2 separate regions of the Astyanax mexicanus genome follow, and region 1 is linked to region 2. Evidence: chromatin contacts called from public Hi-C data. All regions are on one chromosome and are shown on one strand. The core of a region is the stretch at or near the end of the contact, and the rest is flanking DNA. Distances in the headings are between cores, read along the strand shown. Region 1 holds the start of utp4 (UTP4 small subunit processome component). Region 2 overlaps mical3a (microtubule associated monooxygenase, calponin and LIM domain containing 3a).

Region 1 (4,114 bases), core at 1,085-3,584, 83 kb before region 2:
GATTGTGTATTTCACTTTTTGGTTTTCCAAATCATATTCACTAATCACTCCATTCAAGCCAGCACTGAAGAGGCGATCCCCGACCCAGGCAAGGGCCTCAGTAGCAGCTTGCTCTCGTCCTGGAATTATCTGTTAATGGAGGCAAAATTTAATTTCACACAGTGTTCTTAAAACAATAGCAAAACTTTTTACCCAAATGTAAAGCGTGCACCAATTCTACTATTAGTAAATAATAGGCTTATCACACTTTAAAATACAGAAATACTTAATTCAGATAGAGGAAGCTTACAGAGGTTTTCTTTTCTTTTCAACATGTAACCCAATAACTCTCACAAAAGATTACTTAAGTTTTACCAAACATGCCTTTACCCATACAACATTTATAGGAACAGTCTGCTAAATAAATAGATCACCATAACTTTACACATATCCCAAACGTTGCTGATCAGTCAGCGTTTCTACAAGGAAAGAAATCTACAGTAGATATTTAAGAATAGGATAAGAGAAAAGCACAACCAACTGGGAAGAGAACCTGAGCAAGACCCAGAACACATTGAAGGGATTTTATCTCCAAACTGGCCTAGGGATTACAAAGGAGAGGACAGAGATGTCTAGACTTAGCAGACAAGAAGAAGGTGATGATGATCACTACATTAGCCTCTTGCACCAATAGAACACTAAAAGAATAAACTTCAGACACAATTACAGCCTTGGCTGCCATTTTTTTTGGCAAAATCAGAATGTAAAGCTAATGTCTAATGTTACACGGGAAGTGTTCTAGACAAGGATTATGCCTAGTCTTGGACTACGCATCACAATGAACAGAGATTTCCATTGAAAATAAAATATAGTCTATGAAGGGGCTTATTCACTATACCAGAAACTAACCCACAGAGTTTAGGATAACTACACTATCAAAAGTACAGGTTGTTTGAGTAGGAGAAAGCTTTAGTACATAAATTAACATCACAGACCTTTTCCTGAAAGAAGCGGTCAGCACAGTTAAAGATCTCCACTGAGCCACTTGTCCGGGCTACAGCAATTTTCTCCCGCTGCGGTTGGAAGGCAAGAGCTCGGATAGCCGACGGCATGTAGTCAAAGAACCGGACCCGGTGCACCTTAAACTCCCCCATTGTAGAGAAGAACCAAGCAACTGGAAAAGAACAATGACATGCTTTGTTAAATCATACAGGATCACTGAAGTATTAGGATACATATATAATATTTAGAGACAAACAATTTCTTAGGCTTTATAAATCCTTCCCTAAATTTAGTAAATTGCTCCCCCCTATTTAAAACTTCACAATAAGGGTACATGAACTAACAGTACTCATCACAAAATGTCTCAAATACTTATTTACTGATACGATTTAAGACATTAACATTCATTACAACATTTTAATCTACATTTTAATGTATCTATTTATTACTGTTTTAAACATTTTTAAGATTAAACAATTAGTAGCATTTACTAATGTCTAACCAGTGTCAATTACTAATGAGCTGAGAGAATACTTAGGAATTCCATAATGTTTCTTACATATAGAAATGTTTATTGCTGTTATTTGTGACCATTTTGAATAAATGTATACATTCTTTCCTAAATTTGATAGTGTTCCTTATTTTTGTAATTTATTAAATTGTTCTATAAATTTAACAATCAGTTTATTACTATTCTCTATATTAAAAGTGTTTCCTAAGCTGGATAAAAAAATATTTTTCTCAATAACTAAGTAGCTAATTTAATCAACTCAATGAACTGTTCCCTTACTTTAATCAATAGTTTATAGTACAATGTAGAAAAGCAATTTTTAAAAGACATAAACCGATCAGGCAAGTTATTTCATTCTTTTCCTCTGTTCTGAAAGGACGTTAACCTGGCGAAAGCCTTTATTAACTGATTATTAAACTAAATCATCATTTAATAAATCCAGTGAACAGCTTAAGTCTCTAAATATTTTTTTGTACTTTGATAATTTAAGGTTGTATCAAACACTAAAAATCAGTAATGATAACTTCCGAGTACAGTAACTAAAGAGTCAGTTCTGTAATGCCTAACAATAACTTGTATGAATGTGTGTTTAATGAGCTGTAGAGTTATATTGAACTACAGCTCAGGTAAAAACACTGCTGAGGAAACTGGTGCTGATCTGAAACTAAACACACAGACATAACTATCTAAAAAATAGCTGAAGGACATGCAGGAGAACACCGTGCAGGAGAATACCGCTGTAATGATCCTACCTTATTCAATAATCTCCTTTATAAACTCGCTCTCTTCATTCTCAGCTGCTCCACACGTTGGACTGCTGCGGGAACCACGTTGAGAACCTTAGAGCCGGAAGTGAAACTGACTTTGGAATTAAAAGTCCCGGCGATTTGTTGCAACAAAAAAAAGCTCAACATTGAACTGCCTCACAATTACGTTCAGATTAAAAAATATATATTATTATAGTACTAATTCATGTTAGGTTTAATGACGTTATTTTTATTTTCAGCAATAAAATGTTACTTTTGTGAATGCAAAGGGACTTTGAGTTTGTACTTTTCTACCCCGGATTTTGAGACCCGAAGCGCGTTAACGTAAAAAAAAAAAAAACACTTCAAAATAAAATTAAAAATCAAACGGCAAAAGTTTTTTTTTAATATATAATATAAAAAGCTGCAAATATAAAACAAGGGAAAAGAAAAAAAACATAGAGAGAAAGATAGATGAGTCGTGTAAAATGTATTGTAGAATGAAAAGACGGGAAAGGCAAGTAAAAACAAACTGATATAAACTGATATAAATTCCATGTAAATTAACATTAATTATATATATACATTAAATGTAAGTTAAAATATATTTTAAAAATATATATATATTATATCATTTATTCAGCTGCAAAAATACATACATTAAAATCAATTAAAACGAAGTAGCCTATAGGCTAGATTTAGAAAAAGAAAATTATTAACATATGACTTATGAATTACTTTTGTGAGTTGAAAATGTGTTGTACTGAGGTTGTTCTGCTTCTGATGTTACCGCGGCCGCGGTAGGTTTTAAAAGTAGACCAAAAAACGCACCACGCCACCCCGGAATTTTCACTTGCGAATGGATTTTCAAACAAACACAATTTGGCGGAAAAAACGCGAACCTGGCAACTCTGTATATCAGAAAATGAGTATCAGCCGCTAGAGGGAGCCCGCGAGTCAGTCCAAAATTAATTGAACGGCGCTAAACGCCTAAAAACTCAAATGGGTTAAAACTCTGGTGAGTCAACAACCTGTGGAGAGGAAGCTGCTTTCATTTTGGTGAGCATACTGGAGTATTTTGCTGAAAACAAACAACTGAGACGCTGGTTACTTACCCGGTTACTGCTATTTTGTGATACGTGTGTTTTCTGTAAAGGAGCCACAGAATCCCTTGAACCCTTTTTTATTGTGTATTTTCTTGGTCTTTTTGGATTCACTTTTTAGTTTGCTTTAAAAAAATAATAATTTGCTATAAAAAATGCCCTCATTCCAAACATTTGTTTATTCTGACTTGTATAGCTAATCATATACACACCATGGCAAATTTTCAACAAATAATGAATTAGAAATGTCTTAAATCCATTGATATTTTGAAGCTTTTTTTTATTTTATTTGAATCCCACGTTTCTTTGTTCTGTTAGTTTTGTTTGGATATGTACTGTCAGTCGCTTTATTTGCTGTGGTTTTGCCTTAAATTTTGTTAATTAAAAAAAATAAATAAATAAAAGAGACTCTAACATTACTGTTACTGTAAGCTGGTTAGTTGGTACGCTACCAGCGGGTGTAAAGCTTTTAAAATAATGTGTGTGGTACTGAAAAAGGTCATATTGGTCTGTACATTATCATTCTAAACACTATCAAACATTTATAAACAACGATTTTGCTCAATAGCTCCCTATTAAATCCATTAATTTTGGTCTCCCTCGGGAGCGCCCTCTAGTGTATGAAAGAGAGGCGCGTGTTGGATCAAATTTTGAAGAGTGGGTACTCTCCTTTCTTTACAGGCTCTGTGGCAGCAGGTCATGTCTTTTGCCGCTAGAGGGCAGCAGTACACTAAGTACTGAACCCAGAACAGTCAGTCTATTTTTATAATATA
Region 2 (4,010 bases), core at 895-3,394:
CTACCTAACCTTTCTGACCTGCATAACCTAAGTGAACATTACCATTTTCAGCTTAGATAAAATTCAATGTATCTCAGATATTTAATTACATTCTCTTACATGTTCATAAACACAGTAAGCATACAGCATCATAAACACAAACATGTGGTACTGTGCAAAAGCCAGAGACCACCCTTTTATTTAGTTATTTACTTTCCATTTCAAAGTCCAGTTTAACTTTCTTTCTTTTTTTACTCTTGCTCTCTTTCTTCCTTTTTTGCTGTCTTTCTTTCTTTGTTATCTGTCCCTCACAAGTACACTCTCAAATAAATGAAAAATAAGAATACCATAGAATGCATTTATTAAATATTATTAAATATTAGATATTTAATTTCTATAAATGTGCTCAGGGCTTATGTGCTCAGATACAATTTTGTAAACCTTTTTACCACCTTGTTATTTTAACTCATAATAAAACGCACTGAATTTTCTTTTACAGAGGGCTTGTGGGAAAACAAATATATCATCTTGGCTGGTTTACAAAAAACAGTGACAGTTCCTGTCTTTACAATACAATCTCTAATAATACATTTTTGGTATTATTCCAGTTTTACTAGGACAGTTAAGACAATAAATTATGACAGGAAATTAAATAAATAAAGAATGGTCTCTGACTTTTGAATGTTGTATTTTTATATTTTAAATCATGCACACATCCAAACCTTCCTCCCATGTTCACATATTTGTCACATTAAATCACAGTTCCTGCATGTGGAATGGTTAAACAGTGTGTAGAAGAAGGCCTCTGCAAGCATCTAAAGAATTTCAATGTTTAAAACCTTCTATACGTGGTACTACAGCTCCATCTGCTGAGGCTTAAGGAAAATGCAGTGTGTGCAATGATGGTGCATTCCACCGCAGTTTCTTTTCTTGTATTTGTTAACGTGTGAAGTGCTTTTTAAAAGCTTGAAGACTGGCAACTGGTTGCAGTAACTCTGTAACTCTGTTCTACAGAGCAGTGATCACAAAGTGGAGGTAAATGCTTATGGTGAGAAGCAGGATGATCTTGGCACCTCCCAGGACCGTTTTGCGCTCTATTACAGGGTAAACATGGTTGCAGCATGAGGGAGTTGTGTTTTATGTACTGCATGAATACATTCACACCGATAATAAGTGGTTTGGGACATTTGATGTAAATTTTCGTAGGCATATCTGGAACAGACTTGAAAAAGCACAATTTACCTTTTTTTTTTTGCTTTTGCTTTTAATGAATTTGTATAGACCTAAAGAGATTATGGAATTATCACAATTCATGAACATCAATTCCTGATTGGTTTATCAAGACTCAGGAAGCATGGCGTTTCTGTGCATCATTGCTTAAAACTAAGGATGCACCAATCTGAAGAAGCTGGATTGAATATTGATTTTTTCTCTCATTTACTAAAATGAAATCCAAGTCTAAATCTGTATATATGTATATGTATATAAATGCAAAAGGCATTTCTGAGTGGAGAAAGGACAAAATATTGTGTTTAAAGGTACCAGTGTGCTGGAACGACCATCCCTGCTGAGCCTAATAAAATATATTCATTCCGGCTCAAAAAAAAGATATGATGCAATATGCATGACGCGATATGATATATATATATATATATATTGTCCCACTCCTAGTTAGTGCATCCCTACTTAAATCATCTTGTGTATGCAGACTGCATAGTATTTGTATTTGAGTTGAATCTTTTCTGGGTACTGTTTGTCCACAGGAGGCAGGCCTCTGGCCTGAGGAGACATCTGAGCCCTTTCAGGCCCCTACCATTCAGGAAAAAGCAGAAACACTAGCCACCAAGTTTACAAGGCAGCCTTGCAAAGCTGATAAGCCACAGGTAGAGCTTTAGAAAACTCAGCATGATGATTGACACTAACATGCACATCTTTAGACTTAAAACAGTGCTATTTATGTTCATCCTGGACTTGGACTTGCACATTCTGGTTTGGTTTGGAGTGATCTTGGTTTATCAGTATTAGTTTTTCTCCTCTGTGGTTGGTACTAAGAGTCTCTCTGTCTTTCCCTCTCTGTCCCCCTCCTTCTCTTCCTCTGGAGCCTATGAAAAAACCCTCCCACTTCTTTCTCGAGCAGTGGCTGCTGACCCACGGGCTGGCTCCTCAGCAGCCCACCTACTTCCCTGACCCTCAGCTGCAGGTAGCCCTGCCCATGCATGACCTCCCTCCTCCCATGTCCCATTTGCTCAGTTTAAAAGTAGCTTTGAATTTTGTGTGGTGATCAGAGTAGGTATGTTTTCTACAGGAGATCCAGAGATTAGACTCTGATGATCAAGTGCCTTTGCATATCCCCAGCATCCGGGAGCGAGCAGAGAGGTTAACCTCTCTGTTTAAAGACAAGCCCAGCAGGCCCAAGGTGACCTCTTCATTTTGGCATATTTGCACATACCTCAATACTGTTTATAAATTTTTCACTCGTTTGGGACCATTTATCTACATCTACACTCTGTATATTGTTATTGTACACTCACTGACAAAAAAAATAACTCTTCACTCCCTTGGCTTAACTAGTCACATTTTAGTCAAACATTTATGGGACCAGCTAAAATGCCATCTTCAGCAACCTATTAGTAGGGCTGCAACAAATAGTAAATATAATAGACAATTATTGACAATCAACTAATCATTAATTTGCAACAGTACTCACTAAATATCAGTACTTTCCACATTTAAACAACACCTAGACATTTAAATGCCTTTTAAATCTCATGGTTAGCTGTCTTTTTTAATCATTCTAAAAAAAATGGAGGACATAGCAGATATAATAGTTGACTAATCAACTAATCAAAAAAAAAATCATCAGGTTAGTCGACTACCAAAATAAAAATTAGTTGCAGCCGTACCTATTAGTGTGCAGGATCTTCAGGCCCAGCTGCAACATCTGTGGCCAGAGAATGCCATACAAGATCTAATATGCTTCCGTGCCCATTTTATCCGTTTGCCATAGTATTGTAATCACATACATATTTTATCATTATATTCACACATATTATACGTATTATTTGATTCTAACGTTATGTCAATATGTGTATAATAAAAAGCACCAAATTTAACATAAAAAGTAAATGATTCCCGACCCTATGGTGGGCCCCCTTATATTAAGAATGAAGTACATGTAATACATCTTTTAGTTTTTTTATCCTATAACCACTCCCTTTCTTCTCCTTCCTCTTTATGTTGTCATGTTCCTTCTTTCCAGTGTAGTAAAGCCAGAAGTAAATTCTGTTTTCTCTTTCACGTTCTTTCATTCTTCCCCCTGAAGCCTAAGAAAAAGCCCTCACGGTTCTTTATTGAGCAGTGGCACAGAGTGCGAGAAATTCCCACAGACAGCCCCCTCCCCTCTCCTGCCTCACTCCGACAGGTATCTCTTTACTGGTGCAGTGCCTCAGCCCAGTTTTGCACCTGTGTGCTCCTGTGGATTAATCACACAGTATTAGAACCAATCATACAATGCACTGTGACTAGCTTTGTCTACTGACTGCATTTTGAGGTCTTGTGGTCTTATCCTTTCAATCCTTGCATGGTTGTGTGTGCATAGAAAAGAAACAAAATGATAAATAATAAAGTAACTGACTAGCATTTCTGACTCTGTTTTTGCAGCTCAGTTTGGTCAGCAATACAGAATAATCCGTAATCCATAATACAAAAAAACAATAGCAACTGAGCTGCAGTTTATATTGATTATATATTGTGTAAGATGTTAAGACTGTATTCCACCTCCTTAGTTTGTTTACTGTACGGTTTATTCCCAGCTGTAGAGGGAGGTCTTCCTATTCTCAGATTACTGACCATGAAAGGTTGTGGTGTTGACTGAATTCCCACTTATGAGACAATTAGACAGTACCCCACTCTAGTGCCATATTCATAAATTGTCTCTTAGAAAGCATAGAAAAGTGAAATTACTGTTTTTAAAAACGTTTTTTTTTTTTACTCTGAATGTCCTACAATCTAATTGGGGCCTCAAGTGTGAA

The links. Hi-C and Micro-C count contacts between places; a contact is called where the count stands out from the background.
Region 1: a Hi-C map of muscle shows a contact between it and region 2, with 18 times the contacts expected there. The contact joins the promoter of utp4 here to the enhancer-like site in region 2. A contact is called at or near these places in 2 of 3 Hi-C or Micro-C datasets (both in muscle).

Annotation. Positions count from the first base shown.
Region 1 is chr9:19,244,057-19,248,170 of AstMex3_surface, reverse strand. utp4 (UTP4 small subunit processome component) reads right to left here and starts at 2,334. Exons shown (of 17, transcript XR_007440712.1): 1 at 2,245-2,334; 2 at 975-1,153; 3 at 1-129.
Region 2 is chr9:19,161,410-19,165,419 of AstMex3_surface, reverse strand. All of the region lies in intron 18 of mical3a (microtubule associated monooxygenase, calponin and LIM domain containing 3a), which reads left to right. Among protein-coding and RNA genes, the nearest start is that of LOC111194767, 8.1 kb to the left of the region's middle. Within about 2 kb of position 2,144, the one cell type or tissue checked has an H3K27ac peak away from gene starts, as active enhancers do.